Regions from separate parts of the Mus musculus genome. Here region 1 is linked to region 2. The links are chromatin contacts, called in public promoter capture Hi-C maps. All regions are on one chromosome and are shown on one strand. The core of a region is the stretch at or near the end of the contact, and the rest is flanking DNA. Distances in the headings are between cores, read along the strand shown. Region 1 holds the start of Phyhd1 (phytanoyl-CoA dioxygenase domain containing 1). Region 2 holds the start of Gle1 (GLE1 RNA export mediator (yeast)).

Region 1 (7,065 bases), core at 3,511-6,010, 330 kb before region 2:
ACATTACAAAACCTTGCTGTGTCTCCTACAGAAGGTGCCTCTCCCTGTCTCCGCCCAGCACTGCAGCTGTATTGCCGGGGAAAAGAGCAAAGTTTAAGTGCAAGGTCATTGCTTCTTAGGGCTGGGAAGATGGCTCAGTGAGCTCTTTTAAGAACCCAGGTTCAAGCCGGGCATGGTGGCACATGCCTTTAATCCCAGCACTCGGGAGGCAGAGGCAGGCAGATTTCTGGTTCGAGGCCAGCCTGGTCTACAGAGTGAGTTCCAGGATAGCCAGGGCTCTACAGAGAAACCCTGTCTCGAAACAACCAAAAAAGGGCTGGTGAGATGGCTCAGTGGGTAAGAGCACCCGACTGCTCTTCCGAAGGTCAGGAGTTCAAATCCCAGCAACCACATGGTGGCTCACAACCATCTGTAACAAGATCTGACGCCCTCTTCTGGAGTGTCTGAAGACAGCTACAGTGTACTTACATATAATAAATAAATAAGTCTTTAAAAAAAAAAAAAAAAGAAAAACCAAAAAAAAAAAAAAAAGGAAAGAAAAAAAAAAAAAAAAAGAACCCAGGTTCAATTCCAGCACCCCAAACCACACCACCATCTCCACTTCTTCTTCTTCCTCCTCCTCTTCTTCATTTGTTTTTGATTTTTTTTTTCAACACAATTCCTCTGTATCTGGCTATCCTAGAACTCACCTTGTAGAGTGACCAGCCTAGAACTCACTGAGATTCACCTGCCTCTGTGTCCTGTGTTGTGTGCATTGGTGTTTTGCCCACGTGTATATCTGTATGAGTATTGGGCCCCTGGAACTGGAAGTACATGAGCTACCATGTGGGAACTGGGAGCTGGGAATTGAACCTTGGTCCTCTGGAAGTGCAGCCAGTATGCTCAACCAATGAGCCATATCTCTAACATCACCCTTTCTTCTTTCAACATTCCTACCTCTGCAACCACCGGACTGTTAGAGTCTTCTCGGTAAGTAACTAGGGAGAGGGACAGGGTTCGGCCCCCTCATTCCTTAGAGTGTGTCTGTCCTGCTAGTTGGAAAAATTCTCAGTCTGTTATGTGTCTTCTTCTGAAGCCTCCATCCTTCCTCCTCCCCTCTCTGGGAGAAAGCAGTTTCTGGCTGCTGTAATTCTATTTATGTCCACCAGATGGCAGAAGCCCCTTGGCATCAGTATAAGGTGAGCCCTGTTGCCTGAACCACTAAAAAATTCAGACTAAGAAGGGTTAAGGGAACTGGTTGGAAGAACCACCTATCCTGCCAAACTGTGTTGAGTCTGAGGAAGCAAGAGGCCTTCCTAGTCTGGTTGGGAGATGACTCACCCAAGAGTGGCCTATCACAGGGCTCACTCTGGTCACAGAGAGTTCTTTGTGACCAGAGAATTTGAGAAACTGCAGCAGGTCAACGACCAGCATCATTTGATATCAGAGAGGTGGATTCAAGTCTCTATCAGTTACAAACTGTGTGGTTGGAGCAGCACAATATTACCCAGAGAAAAGCCCCGCTTTTCCCATTGCCAAGCGAGAATAATAATAGCCACCTTATAAATTCATAGTGTGGAGGAATACAGCACAGCTCTTTAGCCTGGTACCCGGCATACAGATGGCTGAGGTCTGATCCCTTGTCAGAAGTCTGTGTGTGGCCTTAGGGTCCTCCCGTCCAGTCCAGACTGCTGCCTAAGACTGAGCACCCACCAAAACCAGACGCCCACCCTCAGCGCCCCAGGTACCTGCCTGGGTTTGAAGTTGCTCATCTTCCTGGGTGGAAAATTCTGTCCGGCAGTGCAGAGGGACATCCATCTCAGCTACAATCTCACCGATCCTCTGCTGCATGGCCACACACTCATCCGCTGTGAAGAATCCTTCCAACAGCAGAAACCCGTCCTCCTGGAACTGCAGCAGGGACAAGACTCAGGCTCCTTCCGCCCTCGCTCATTCCTTATATCCATGTTGGACCACAAACTCGAACCAAGATCAAGTGTCCTGCTCATGGCTCTGCCCCCCACCCTGGACATGGGCATCCAGTGCTTAGTGAGGAGCCGTCAGTACTGGCTGCTTGCATCTTATCGAGGAAGGGGAAGTGGCAGCTGCCTCTGCTCTTGCCCTCCAATGGGTTTGGGACATACGGAAACATTTGCTCATTTGTGTGTTAAAGTGCAGGTGTGAGTGTAGAACATGTGTGAGAACTGCAGGTGCGCATGTGCAGGGGCATCAGGAGAGGACATACGGTGCCCCTCTTCCACTTTCTATTTCTGAGGCTCTCCTTGAACCTAGGCTGTTTTCTTCATTAGACTGGCAGCCTGTGAGCCCTGGCGATCTGAGCTGCAGGTGTGTGCAGCTCATGGAGTGGGTGCTGAGATTTGAACTCTGATCTTCATGCTTGCAGAAGCACTCTTAACCACCGACCCCGCCTAACTCCCTTGTTTTGTTTTTATTTGTTTGAAGACAGGGAGGCCTCAAACTCAAGATCCTCCTGCCTCAGCCTTCTAATGCTGGCTTTGGAGGCTATTCCAATCCCGACTAAGCATTGCGAGTACGAGACAGCTTCAGCAGATGGACATGTGATTATGAACCAGCCACCCTCCACACTCACACAATTTATAGTCCAGTGAAGGAGACCCATGCATCCCTTACCATCAGACAAACATACCATCCCACATCACACTGACTTACAGGGAGACAAGGGCAGGGTTTTGAGAATTAAAGGCAAAGAATCTACGAGGTGAAGGGGTCAATGGGCAGCTTGGAGGAAGTGGGGTTAAAGGAAGAGCAGAACATTGGGAAGCAAAGAGATAGGAAAGAGCATTAAAGACAGAGAACAGGAAGTACAAAGCCTGTGGGCACTGGACGACTGGGAAATTGGGAAGGGCTGGAGCACAGGGTGAGGGGAGGATAGCCAGGGGAGCAGACAGAAGGGAGAGTGAATTTGCCCATGCTATGGCTTGTCCTGTAACCCCAAACCCATGCATTGGAAATTTTATTTCCATTGTGTTACTCAGTGTGGGCCGGCAGGGGACTGCCAGGACGCTTGAGTCAGCACCAGCACTAGGAAGGACAAGGCTAGAAAGTCCCCAGTCGCAGGACCTTGCTGGCTTTCTTTCTCCTGAGTGAGTGTGGGGAAGGCTAGGGGCTGTGAACACAGATGCCTGATTCTGACTTTGCCCCAAGTCTCTTTATTCTGAGGCTAGCCTAAGGTGCTGAGGCACATTACGTGTGTGACTGGGTCGCCTCTCAGAAGCTGACTGCTTGCTAGCATGTACAAGGACTGGCTCCTGTTCCCAGCACTGAAAACAAACAGAACCAACACAGTAAGGGACAGAAAGCAAGGATGTAAGCGTGGCCAGGCATGGTGGCCCATGCCTTTAACCCCAGCACTTAGGAAGCAGAGGCAGACAGAGCTCTGTGAGCTGAAGGGCAGTCTGCTCTACAGACTGAGTTCTAGGCCAGAGCAACAAACCATCACTCAGGGTTAACACAGGGAGGCCCTCCATGCTTGAAATCATAAAAACTGAACAAAAGTTCAGCACAAACTGTACAAAAAAATACTGACATGGGGCTTTGTCCCTCAAAAGATAGCCTGTGAGACAGAAGGAAAAGACAGACAGACTTCCACTACATATTTAGTCACAGACAAATTTGGGAACTGTGGCAGCAGTGGCAGCTGTCAAAAGAGAGTAGGTCTGTGTGAGTGCGTGTGGGTTGGGTGATGAGTGTTTGTCTGTGTGGTATGTGTGTGCTTTTATGTATGTGTCTCTGTGTGTATGTGCACATGGGTGCATTTGTGTGTGAGTGTGTGTGTGTGGTGTGTGCATGCATATGTATGTGTTTGTATGTGAGTGTGTGCGGTATGTGTGTGTGCATTTGTATGGGATGTGTGTGTGAGTATGGTGTGTGTGTGTGTGGTGTGAGTGTCTGTGTATGCATGATGTGTGGTGTGTGTGGTGGTGGTAATAGTGGTATATGTATGTGTGTTGGTGTGTGTGTAGTCTGTTTGTATGTGTGTGTTTATGTATTGTGGAGTGTGCCGTGTTTATGTGTGGTGATATGTGTGATGTGTTTGTGTATGTGTTTTGATGTGTATGTGGTATGCATATGGTGTGTGTGGTATGTGTGTGTGTGTGGGGTGTGTGTGGTGGTGGTGTGTGTTTCTGTATGTGTTGTGAGTGTTGGGATCAAATCTTGGAGCCTAAAGCAAGCACTCAACTGCTAAGCCCCAACCACAGCTCCAGGAGGGACTTTGAAACAAAGATCCTCGGCTAGATCTAATACATTAACAGTCCTGGCATATGAGATTGGGGGTGGTTAACTTAAAGTGTGCGTAGTCCACCCCCTGTATGGTAGGCTTTCATAATGAGCTGACCTAGCTACTGGCCTGCCCTATCCAGGCCTTCATCAACAGGCCCCTGGGGCTAGCTGGATTAGATAATCTGAATTGTGGTTTCTCTACCTCCTAGCCCCAACCCCCACTGTATCTGACCGGGGAGATGGCACCTGGGGAGGTGGTGTTGTGACCTGGCCCTCTTGGGCTTTGTTCGCAGAAATTAGGGTTGATATGCAGGGATCTTTCTCTCCTTTGTGAAATGTCAGAGGTAGTTCAAAGGTCACTAGAGGTCTGCACCCTCCAAACCACGGGCCCCTACCTTCTTGAGTTGTGAGGGACTCAGGCAGGCCATGGGGAATACTGCAGGACTCAGCTGGCTCAGCTCGATGGCTCCAGGGCTGGAGAGGAGAAAGTTCAGGAGGGGAGAAAGACCAGTGACTGAGGCCCAGAAGGATTTAACTCTTACCTACCCAGAAAATATTCAACCCCATGCTCCACCCTTCCAAACAAATCCAGTCTGTGCCTTCCACCCAGGGCCCAGTCCCTCCCCTTGCTCCTCCCCCATTTCTGACCTTGGAGGTGGGCCCAGTCTCAGCCCTGGCCCAGCCTCCAGTTAATCCAGGATTAGCTTTTACCTGTTTTCTTTCATAGGCTGGCTTGATCCCTCAAGTCTTTCTCTAAAATTCACTCCCGGGCAGTACTAGTGTGTCTAGTGTGGGCTGGCAGGAGACTGCCAGGATGTTTGAGTCAGCACTAGCACGAGGAAGGAAAAGGCTAGAAAGTCCCCAGTCGCAGGATCTAAGTTTACCCTAGAGGGACATCTGTTAGACTGCAGGGCTTGGGCCCTGAGTGGCTTTGGACTGTGAAGGCCAAAGGGTCCTAGGAAGATAACTTTGTGTGCTTCTTCAGCTTTGATCTGGAGCCTCTGGATGCTGGAAGAAAGTCTATGAAGAGGTGCTAAGGAAAGGCAGATGAGCGTCCTGGGGAACAGAGCCAGGGGCCTCGGGATGAGGAAAGATAGAGATGTTTTCTGCTCTCCAGCCTCAGACCCTCAGACTGGTGTCTACGGTGGGGTGGCAGGGTGGCCAGAACCACAGTGAGCTCTGAAAAGCTGCTCACTGGCCTTCCCAGAAATGGTGCTTTGTACAGCCAGGGGACAGAGTGTCTCAGGAGTCAGCAAGGGGACATACTGCTCAGCTGTCAAGAGCCTTGGCTCCTGACCAAGTGTTTTTCTGGGCCATAACAGTGGGAGCTACTGCTTTGTCTGGGCTGTCCAGGCCTCAAGAGAGCCAGTGAGGGCTGTGGCCACTGGCCCCTAGGGCTGATGGAAATTCTCTCGGGTCAGGCTGGAGAAGGCTTGGAGACAGACCCGGGAAAGTCACAAGGCAGGGCAGGCAGAACTTGTCCTTTCTGATGCAACCGCTGAGCAAAAACAGACACTCTACCAAGTTCCAGGAACAAAGAGCAGAGAAGGCCCCCGCTGCTGAGCCAGCAATGGCCTGGGGACCTCACCAAACCAGGGGGGGGGGGGAGGCTCAGCCAGACAGGTGGTCCTTTACTTTCTCTGCAGTGGGTGTCTAACAGGCCAGGGTGAACAGCAAGTACTACTCACTGCTGATAAGCAGCCTGGGATTAGCATCTAGGAAGTGCCTTCCCACTGCTTCACCCAATGCTACAGGGTGAGCATGAGTGGGTGGAAATAAAACTTATTTCTTCAGTTTCTCCAAATTTTCTAAGTTGTTCTTGAAGGTAGGGATTAGGCCCACACTGTGGTTTTAGGTAGGGTGGTGAGGCCTGGGTGGATGGGCAGGCTAAGGGGCCTCTGTTCTATTCACTCTGCTGGCCTCAGGGGGAGGGTGGGTGGTGTTCCCACATCTCCTTTTTTTCCTCAGAAGCTAACCAGTTCCAGACTGAATTCTACAGGTCTGGGGCAGAGGCCAGAAAGTCTCTCCCAACCCCCACTCCTACTCCTGGGTGGGGTAGGGGCAGTGGAACTGGATTAGACCAGACCAGACAGGACAGGAAGTTCCTGGACTGGAGGTATGTAAGAGGGTCTTTCTGTGAGTGAAGCCCTCTGTCCATCCTCCCTATCTGCAAGCAGTCCACAGGGACAGAGACGACTCAGGTCTGAGGAATCAGTGCCTGTGGAGCTCAGGTGTCCTCTTTGATCACACTTTGGCCTCTTCCTCACCTAAATACTTGTGAAGGAGGGGCTCCTCATAGGCACATAGTCCAGAAGGCTGCGGGGAGACTTCTGAATGCTATGGCTTGACCTGTAAGCCCAAATCCATCCACTGGAAACTTCGTTCCAGCTGTTTTGATAGACCATCAAATGGCCCTCTCTGCTTCTCCTGTAGGTCTGCCTGGGAAACTGTGTAGTCCGTAACTGGCTTTGGCTTCTGGCCATCTTCCCGACTATATTTCCAGGCTTCTGAACTTACGGGTGTGCCTGGAGTACACTGGGTTTAGACGCATAATTAAATTCAACACCTCAGGGAGGCAGGGCATAGTGGGAAGTGTTTGGTCCACCCTCACAAAAGGATTACCCTTCCTGAGGCCAGGCTAGCCCTCAAGCTCCCAATTCCTGTGATGTTCAGAAGTAGCATGTATTCCTCACTGGGTACAGCTGTCAGATCCTGAACTTCCAGCTTCTGAACCTAAGGAAGCGCTCCTCCGTAGATCACCCAGAAGTTAGGGGTTGTAGCTCAGCAGAAGAACAGAATGCCTGTTCAGCATGTTCAAGGTCT
Region 2 (7,055 bases), core at 3,720-6,219:
CAGCTGTGCCTAACCTGAAACAGTCATTCTGTAATCCTCACCTCCAAGGTGGTGCGGATGATGCTGGAGATGAGGCCACACAGCTGGTTGCCCCGGGTCTGGAAGGCAGCCAGGTCCACACTCAGCAGCTCTTTGTGCTGACTGGAGGCATCCAACTGCTGGTTGAGCTGCAGGACCTCCTCTTGCAGGGAGTACAGGCTGCGCAGACGGACCTGACCTTCCTCCTTCCGAAGCTGCTCCTGCTCTGCCTGCTTCACACGCTGCTGCTCTGCCTCTCGAAGCTTTAGGTTGAGAATCTACTGAAAGGGGCACTAAGTCAGTCACTGGGGTTTGGGTTGCTTTCCCTTTCCACATTGCTCAAGTCCTAAGTGAGCTACATCTTTTCACAGATGGGCTGAGGAAATAGACTCCCCCAGGGACAATATATAAGTTAATTGCAATTTTCAGCTTCACTGGCTGGAAAAGAGTCTATGAGAGTGGCAAATCACACCTCTACAGCTTTCTGAGAACATTGTTAGGAACAATCAACAAAGGGGGAGGGCCTGCTTAAATGTGGGTAGTATTACCCTGCAGGCTGAGCTCTGAGGAGGAGAAAAGAGAAACCCAGAGAGCAGAGGCTTTCTGAGCCATGTGAAACCAGGAGCTGAAACACTCCCCTTTCCCTCTGTCCTCTCGGGTCCTTGGTCCCAGTTATGAAGGAGTAACTACAGCGCCACTACCGAGGAGCACAACTGCAGACCAGGTCTCCAGAAGAACTCTGTTGATGGACTGATAAATCTCAGGAGGCAGGAGACAGACACCGATACAATCACGCCAAGTGTCCCAGGCACTGACCTTGGCTCTGTGGCGGTGCTCCTCTTTCAGCTTCTCCTGATGGCCCAGGGCCTCCCTGGTACTGATAAACAAGGCAGGATCAGGGGTGTTCCCCAAGACCTTTCCCGCCTCCCCTGCTGTCACATTAGGCCTCCTCCAAAGCTGTACACTTCTCTAGGCTGGAAGCCTCTTTGCCTATTTTTCACCTTGGGATTGCTCTGGGAAAGCATCAAGCTGATCACACAGACAGATACTTGCAACAGGCACTCAGGAAGACTCACCTCTTCTCCATCACTTCCTGTAAGTCCTGGAACTCCTTATGCAGCTTCAGCTCCTTCAGCTCGTCAAACCTCTTTAGCTGCTCCGATGCCATCTCTGAGAGGGCTCGCACCTTCCTCTCTTGCTCCTCCTGCCATTGCCTCAGGCCCTCCTAGAAGGGTCAGCACCTGTTTTCCCTGTGGCACAGCACCTGGCTCATCTGCTCCTGGACCTCCACCCTCCGTCCTTAGAACACAGAAGACTCCAGAGCATGGAATCACCTGCTTTTTTATTAAGCTCTATATTCAAGCACTGACTTGTCCTTGAAATTTTTTTTGTCTTCCTATCTTTTTTTTTTTTTTTTTTGTAACACAAGTTGCTTACCATATATTTTATTTTTCTAAAAAAACACTTTATAGTTAGTTTTTATTTTTATTCTTTTTCTTTCTATCTTTTTTAGAGACAGGATTTCATGTATCCCGTGCTGGTCTCAAACTTGTTCTATAGCTAAGGTTGACCTTAAACTTCTACCTGTCAGAAAATAGAAGCAGACTTCAGTTAGAGTTCACTGTCACACTACCTCCCCAAGTGAGCTGTCAGTGGGTGGCAAATCATGATTAGCATACAGTTAGTATCCTCCCCAGAGAATCTCCCACAAAGTGGCTCTGTAGTGTCAAGCCCCGTCCCCTGCTCTCACTTACTGTTCCTCTCATTCTGTGCGCCAATTCGTACATTCGGATGCAACCTTCCACTTTGATCGCCCGGGAGGACTGAGGTGCAATAGGTTCTGTGAACGGGGACTCATGTGTGCTCTAAATAGAAGATGAGGAAATAAGTAAGCTTTTTTTTGGTTTTTTTTTTTTTTTGGTTTTTCGAGATAGGGTTTCTCTGTATAGCCCTGGGTGTCCTGGAACTCACTTTTGTAGACCAGGCTGTCCTCAAACTCAGAAATCTGCCTGCCTTTGCCTCCCGAGTGCTAGGAACAAAGGTGTGCGCCACCACGCCCGGCATAAGTAAGCTTTGAACATGGTAAACTTATGTTGTCTTTTAGAGACAAAGATCACGTCCTTGCTGGCTTTCTGTTAGAGTAGCTTTCTAGGTGTTCACCTAAGAAACTATCCAAAACAAGACTTCTTCTGGCTCGCAATTCAGAGGTTTCTGTACATGGTCTCATGGTTTCTGTATATGTGTTTCCTGGTTCTGGGCTGTGTTAAGGCAGAACATGACAGCAGAGGCATGTGGTGGGAAAAGCAGCCACCCTTAAGTGGAGGAAAGGGCCAGGGTTAGATTTAGGAAACAAGGACCCAGTTCTTGCTGTTAGCACTAGCGACTGCTCCCACCCCTGATAAACCATGAGATTATGGCCCGTCCCGTCTATGTATCTCTCTGAAGAGAATGACCTACTTTCTCAAAGCTGCACCTTTCAATGTTGCCGCAAGTGGGACAAAGTTCAACACAGAATCCTCTGAGGGACACTTGAGGTCCAAACTCTAACACACCCAACTTTGGAACCAATATTAAATTTATAAGCCACCAATAATGAAAATAATTTAGTGTCAGAATACAGGCTAAGAATGGAGTTGTACACACCGGGCGTGGTGGCGCATGCCTTTGATCCCAGCACTCGGGAGGCAGAGGCAGGGAGATTTCTGAGTTCCAGGACAGCCTGGTCTACAAAGTGATTTCCAGGACAACCAGGGCTATACAGAGAAACCCTGTCTCGAAAAACCCAAAACAAACAAAAAACCCCAAGAATGGAGTTGTACGAGAATTCTAAGTACTTGTGAGAAAACTCCAAGAAAACAAGAGTCTTGTGACCTCAGTTTCAACACACAGATGTGTTCTCAGAATATGCACTGCCCCCTCCTACCTGTAGCAGATAGGAATGGGTTTAATTCAGATTATTCATTACAACTGGCTAATATTCATTTAAATTCATCTAAGGAAAAAGGAAAAACGTTTTCCCACTGGTGGCTTGTCCTTGTGACTGAATACAGTACCCAGGTGACTTTTCCCTCAGAGTATAAGTTATCTGAATCTCTGAGTAAAGTTAGTTATCATATGAGACATCAGTCTTCCTCGTTTTTTACGCCCTGCTCTCCCAGGTTCATGCTGCCAATGAGAACAGTCAACAGGGAACGCTGTGTATTATGACATCAACTTTGCTATGTTGTTCCTCTCTCTCTCTCTCTCTCTCCCCATTCCTGGCCCTAACTCATTTACATTCCATCTTCCCCAAAAGGCTAAGAAGCACAAAACTTTCGTTTCTTTGTTTGTTTGTTTGTTTTAAAGACAGAGTTTCATTATGTAGCCCTGGCTGGCCTAGAAGTTGCTCTGTAGACCAGGATGGTCTTGAATTCACAGGACCCCACCTGCCTCTGCCTTCCAAGTGCTGCACTTAAAGGTGTGCACCACCACACCTGGTGTTACACTGCTTCTCTTTAATAAACTGGTGTTTCTTCTGTGCTGGGGAGATAGATTAATGGGTAAAGTACAAGCAGGGAAGGCCTAAGGTTTGACTCTAATGATCCTTATAAAAATGGCATGGTGGCATGCACTTAAGAGTTCCAGCACTAGGGCTGGTGAGATGGCTCAGTGGGTAAGAGCACCCGACTGCTCTTCCGAAGGTCAGGAGTTCAAATCCCAGCAACCACATGGTGGCTCACAACCATCCATAATGAGATCTGACTCCCTCTTCTGGAGTGTCTGAGGACAGCTACAGTGTACTTACATATAATAAATAAATAAATCTTAAAAAAAAAAAAAAAAAGAGTTCCAGCACTAGAGAAGAAGAGACAGGATGATTTCTGGGACTACTGGCCAGTTAATCCTAATTGATGAGCTCCAGGCCAATGAGGGACACTTGCCTCACAACCCAAGATGAGGCCTCTGAGACTCAAGACCTAAAGTTGATTTCTGGCCTCCACACACATGCGCATACACGCATACCAACAGTGGATGATACGATGATATGGGAAACAAATCGTCTCCCCCAAGTCACTGTCATGTGACTAAACATTTCAACCTTGCAGCCAACAAGTCTTTTGTCTTAAGCAAATTAAGCCTTACCTGGGTTCCATTTGGTGATGAGGGTGACGGGGATTGTGGGCTACTTCTGACAGGAGATTTTAGTAGTGAGGATTGGTACAAGCCAGATGCAGATCCAGAGGATGGTGAATTATCAGAAGAAGGAGCACTCTCTTGCGTGTGGCCTGAGGTGTTGGGTAGGATGTGATCTACCACCCATCCAGAGTAAGAAGACAGTTTGGGAAGAGACATGCATTCTTCCAAAACATCCTAAAGAGAAGAAGGTTAAGCCTATTTATTTGTTTTTGTTCTTCTTGTTGTTGTTTTCTCTTTTTGGTTTTTCGAGGCAGGGTTTCTCTGGGCATCCCTGGCTGTCCTGGAACTCACTCTGTAGACCAGGCTGGTCTCGAACTCAGAAATCTGCCTGCCTCTGCCTCCCAAGTGCTGGGATTAAAGGCGTGCGCCACTATGCCCGGCACGGTTAACCCTATTTGTATGTCCATTGGTAAGTATAAGACATTATTACATGTGATGCTTAACAGCTGAAGGCCCAAGCAAATAAGTTAATACAGAAGATAAAAAAAAAAAGGATCGCAGCCCGTCCCGTCCCGTTCCCACTCCCGGTCCTCCACCGCGGTCACTAGGGAGCCTGCTAAACGCGGGCCGCGGGCCGCCGCTCACCTCGTAGCGCAGCAGCCACTCGCGGTCGTAGCGCAGGCGGCCTTTGCTGGTGTTGCGGAGCGCCCTCAGAGTTTCCCAGCAGCGACCATCGGACGGCATGGCATGTCACCAGCTGACACGACTGACAACAAACCCTCGAATCCGCCGCCGAGGTGGCGCCGCCTTCCGCTTCCGGGGTGTCCGCCCCACATCCGGCGCAGCCTCTCCGTAACGGTCGCAGAACCTGTCCGTCAGCAGCGCCCCGCCCACTAGTGAGCGCCGCCCCCTGGCCAGAGCAAGAATGCGGGATTGAGGCTAAACTAGCGAGCCTACGTGGATCTGAATCTCAATGTAATTTCTCGCAGTCACAATTGCCAGGGTGATGCTCTGCGGTTTTTGACCCATCTACTGCTCATGAGTCCGTGACAGCGGTTTGAGGTGGATAAGAACCTCAAGAGAACAAGCAGTATTTTTTCTGTTCGGGCGTTAACAGTCCTTACTGTCCTTGTGGTGGAGCCTGGTTCATTTTCCAACACCCCATGATAGCTCACAACAGAAACTCCAACTCAGACGGTTCCATTGCCCTCTTTGTGGACTTTTACTCTACGCACGCACATCATACATACATACATACATACATACATACATACATACATACATACTTTTTTTACTAAAAAAAAAATCTTTGGACTTCTAATAAAATATTTTACAAACGTTAATACAAGAGTCCCCCAAGAATGATCTGGGTGAAGCGTTACATAACTTAAATCCCAGCACTCAGGAGGCAGAGGCAAGCAGATCTCTTGAGTTCCAGGCCAGCCTGGTCTACAGAGTAAGTTCCAGGACAGCCAGGAAAAGGCCTAGCTAGGAAAAAAACTTCCCAGGAATGGACCCCAATCCAAACAGTTCTACAGCTCAACACTGTGGTGCACAGCTTACACTAGTTCAGAAAATAGAATCGAAATTACATACCCACACATGCATGTGGTGGTCTACATTTGACAACTTTTTTTTTTTTTTATTGAGAAATTGTGTAGGAGCCAAGGCATGGTGGTGCATGCCTTCAGTCTTGGCACATGAGAGGCAGAGGCAGGGGATCTGAGTTGAAGACAAGGCTGGTCTACATGAGTTCTGAGCCACCCAGAGCTATATGGTAGGACCCTGGCTCTCAGGAAAAGGTATATTTATTTTCAACATGTATGAAAATGTGCATGTGATTACCGTAGGTGCCTTCTAAGACCAGAGGAATCGAATGTCAAAGGAGCTGGACTGTTGCTGGTGGATGTGACCACAAATGTGGTCAGCACCTTAGCTGCATTTCTCCAGCCCACCTTGATAAAGTCAAGGTTCTTTCCTCTGTGTCCTGGATGGATGCTTCCCCTCGCACAACCAGTAGTTAACCAGTGAACTCTCTCCAGCGCCAATCTCTGGAATTTTGGACTTGGGTGAGAGTGGCTGAGATGCTATAGTTACCTGAATGAGAATGGCCGCCATAGGCTCATGATTTGACTATCTGGTCTCCAGGTGTTGAAACTGCTTGGGAAAAATTGTGTCTTTACTAGTGGAGGTGTTCGTTAGTGTAGGCTTGGGGGTTTCAAAGGACTTGTGATTCCTGGTGCTCCTCCGATGCCTCCCAGTGTGGATCCAGATGTGAACTCTGTACTATGTAGTCCACAATTACGAACTCTAACCCTCTCAAACAATAGGCCAAATTCAACTTTTTTTTTTTGTGGCCAGGATGTGGTGGTGCATACCTCACTCTGTAGACCAGGCTGGCCTCGAACTCAGAAATCCGCCTGCCTCTGCCTCCCGAGTGCTGGGATTACAGGCGTGTGCCACCATGCCCGGCTTGCCAGTTCCAGAACTGGTCCTGGGATGCAAGTGTTTTATTCTACATGGATCTTCAAAGCAGCATCTTTTGAGAGAGCTTGAGCTGATGTTGGATCTATGAAGGTGGCAGAGTACTGGAGCTTTGGCTAGGACTGAGTCTTATCTATGGAGCTGAGTCTGATGTGTCTAAAACTGCTACAGATTGAACTGGGTCCATGGCTTTTGTTGATGAAAATGGACCAGTGGTTGCTGTAGTCTGGGTATGGGCAGCCAGCACCACACCCAGAATGTTCCCCAGGACCAGTCAAGACTGAAGAAGGGATGGGAAGATTCCAGGGGTGCTGGGTGGAAAGAGGGAGCCAACATCTGCTAGGCTTGGGGACACAGGATCACTGCTGGTGCAGTGAGTGTGGGCTCTCCCACCTCAATTCCCAGGAGATTTTATATGTTTTTGGGGATGCTCCCGA

What was found. Capture Hi-C pulls out chosen DNA fragments and counts their contacts.
Region 1: a contact with region 2 is called in a promoter capture Hi-C map of adipose tissue. The contact joins the promoter of Phyhd1 here to the promoter of Gle1 in region 2. A contact is called at or near these places in 1 of 115 datasets of contacts at active chromatin or transcription factors (pancreatic cancer cells) and 5 of 9 other capture datasets (adipose tissue, embryonic stem cells, liver and 2 more).

The regions. Positions count from the first base shown.
Region 1 is chr2:30,264,514-30,271,578 of GRCm38.p6, reverse strand. It overlaps Phyhd1 (phytanoyl-CoA dioxygenase domain containing 1), which reads right to left and starts at 4,760. Exons shown (of 11, transcript NM_001252570.1): 1 at 4,638-4,760; 2 at 1,732-1,890. The coding sequence starts at 4,670.
Region 2 is chr2:29,933,323-29,940,377 of GRCm38.p6, reverse strand. Gle1 (GLE1 RNA export mediator (yeast)) reads right to left here and starts at 4,969. Exons shown (of 16, transcript NM_028923.3): 1 at 4,780-4,969; 2 at 4,141-4,368; 3 at 1,773-1,883; 4 at 1,095-1,243; 5 at 835-895; 6 at 42-296. The coding sequence starts at 4,878.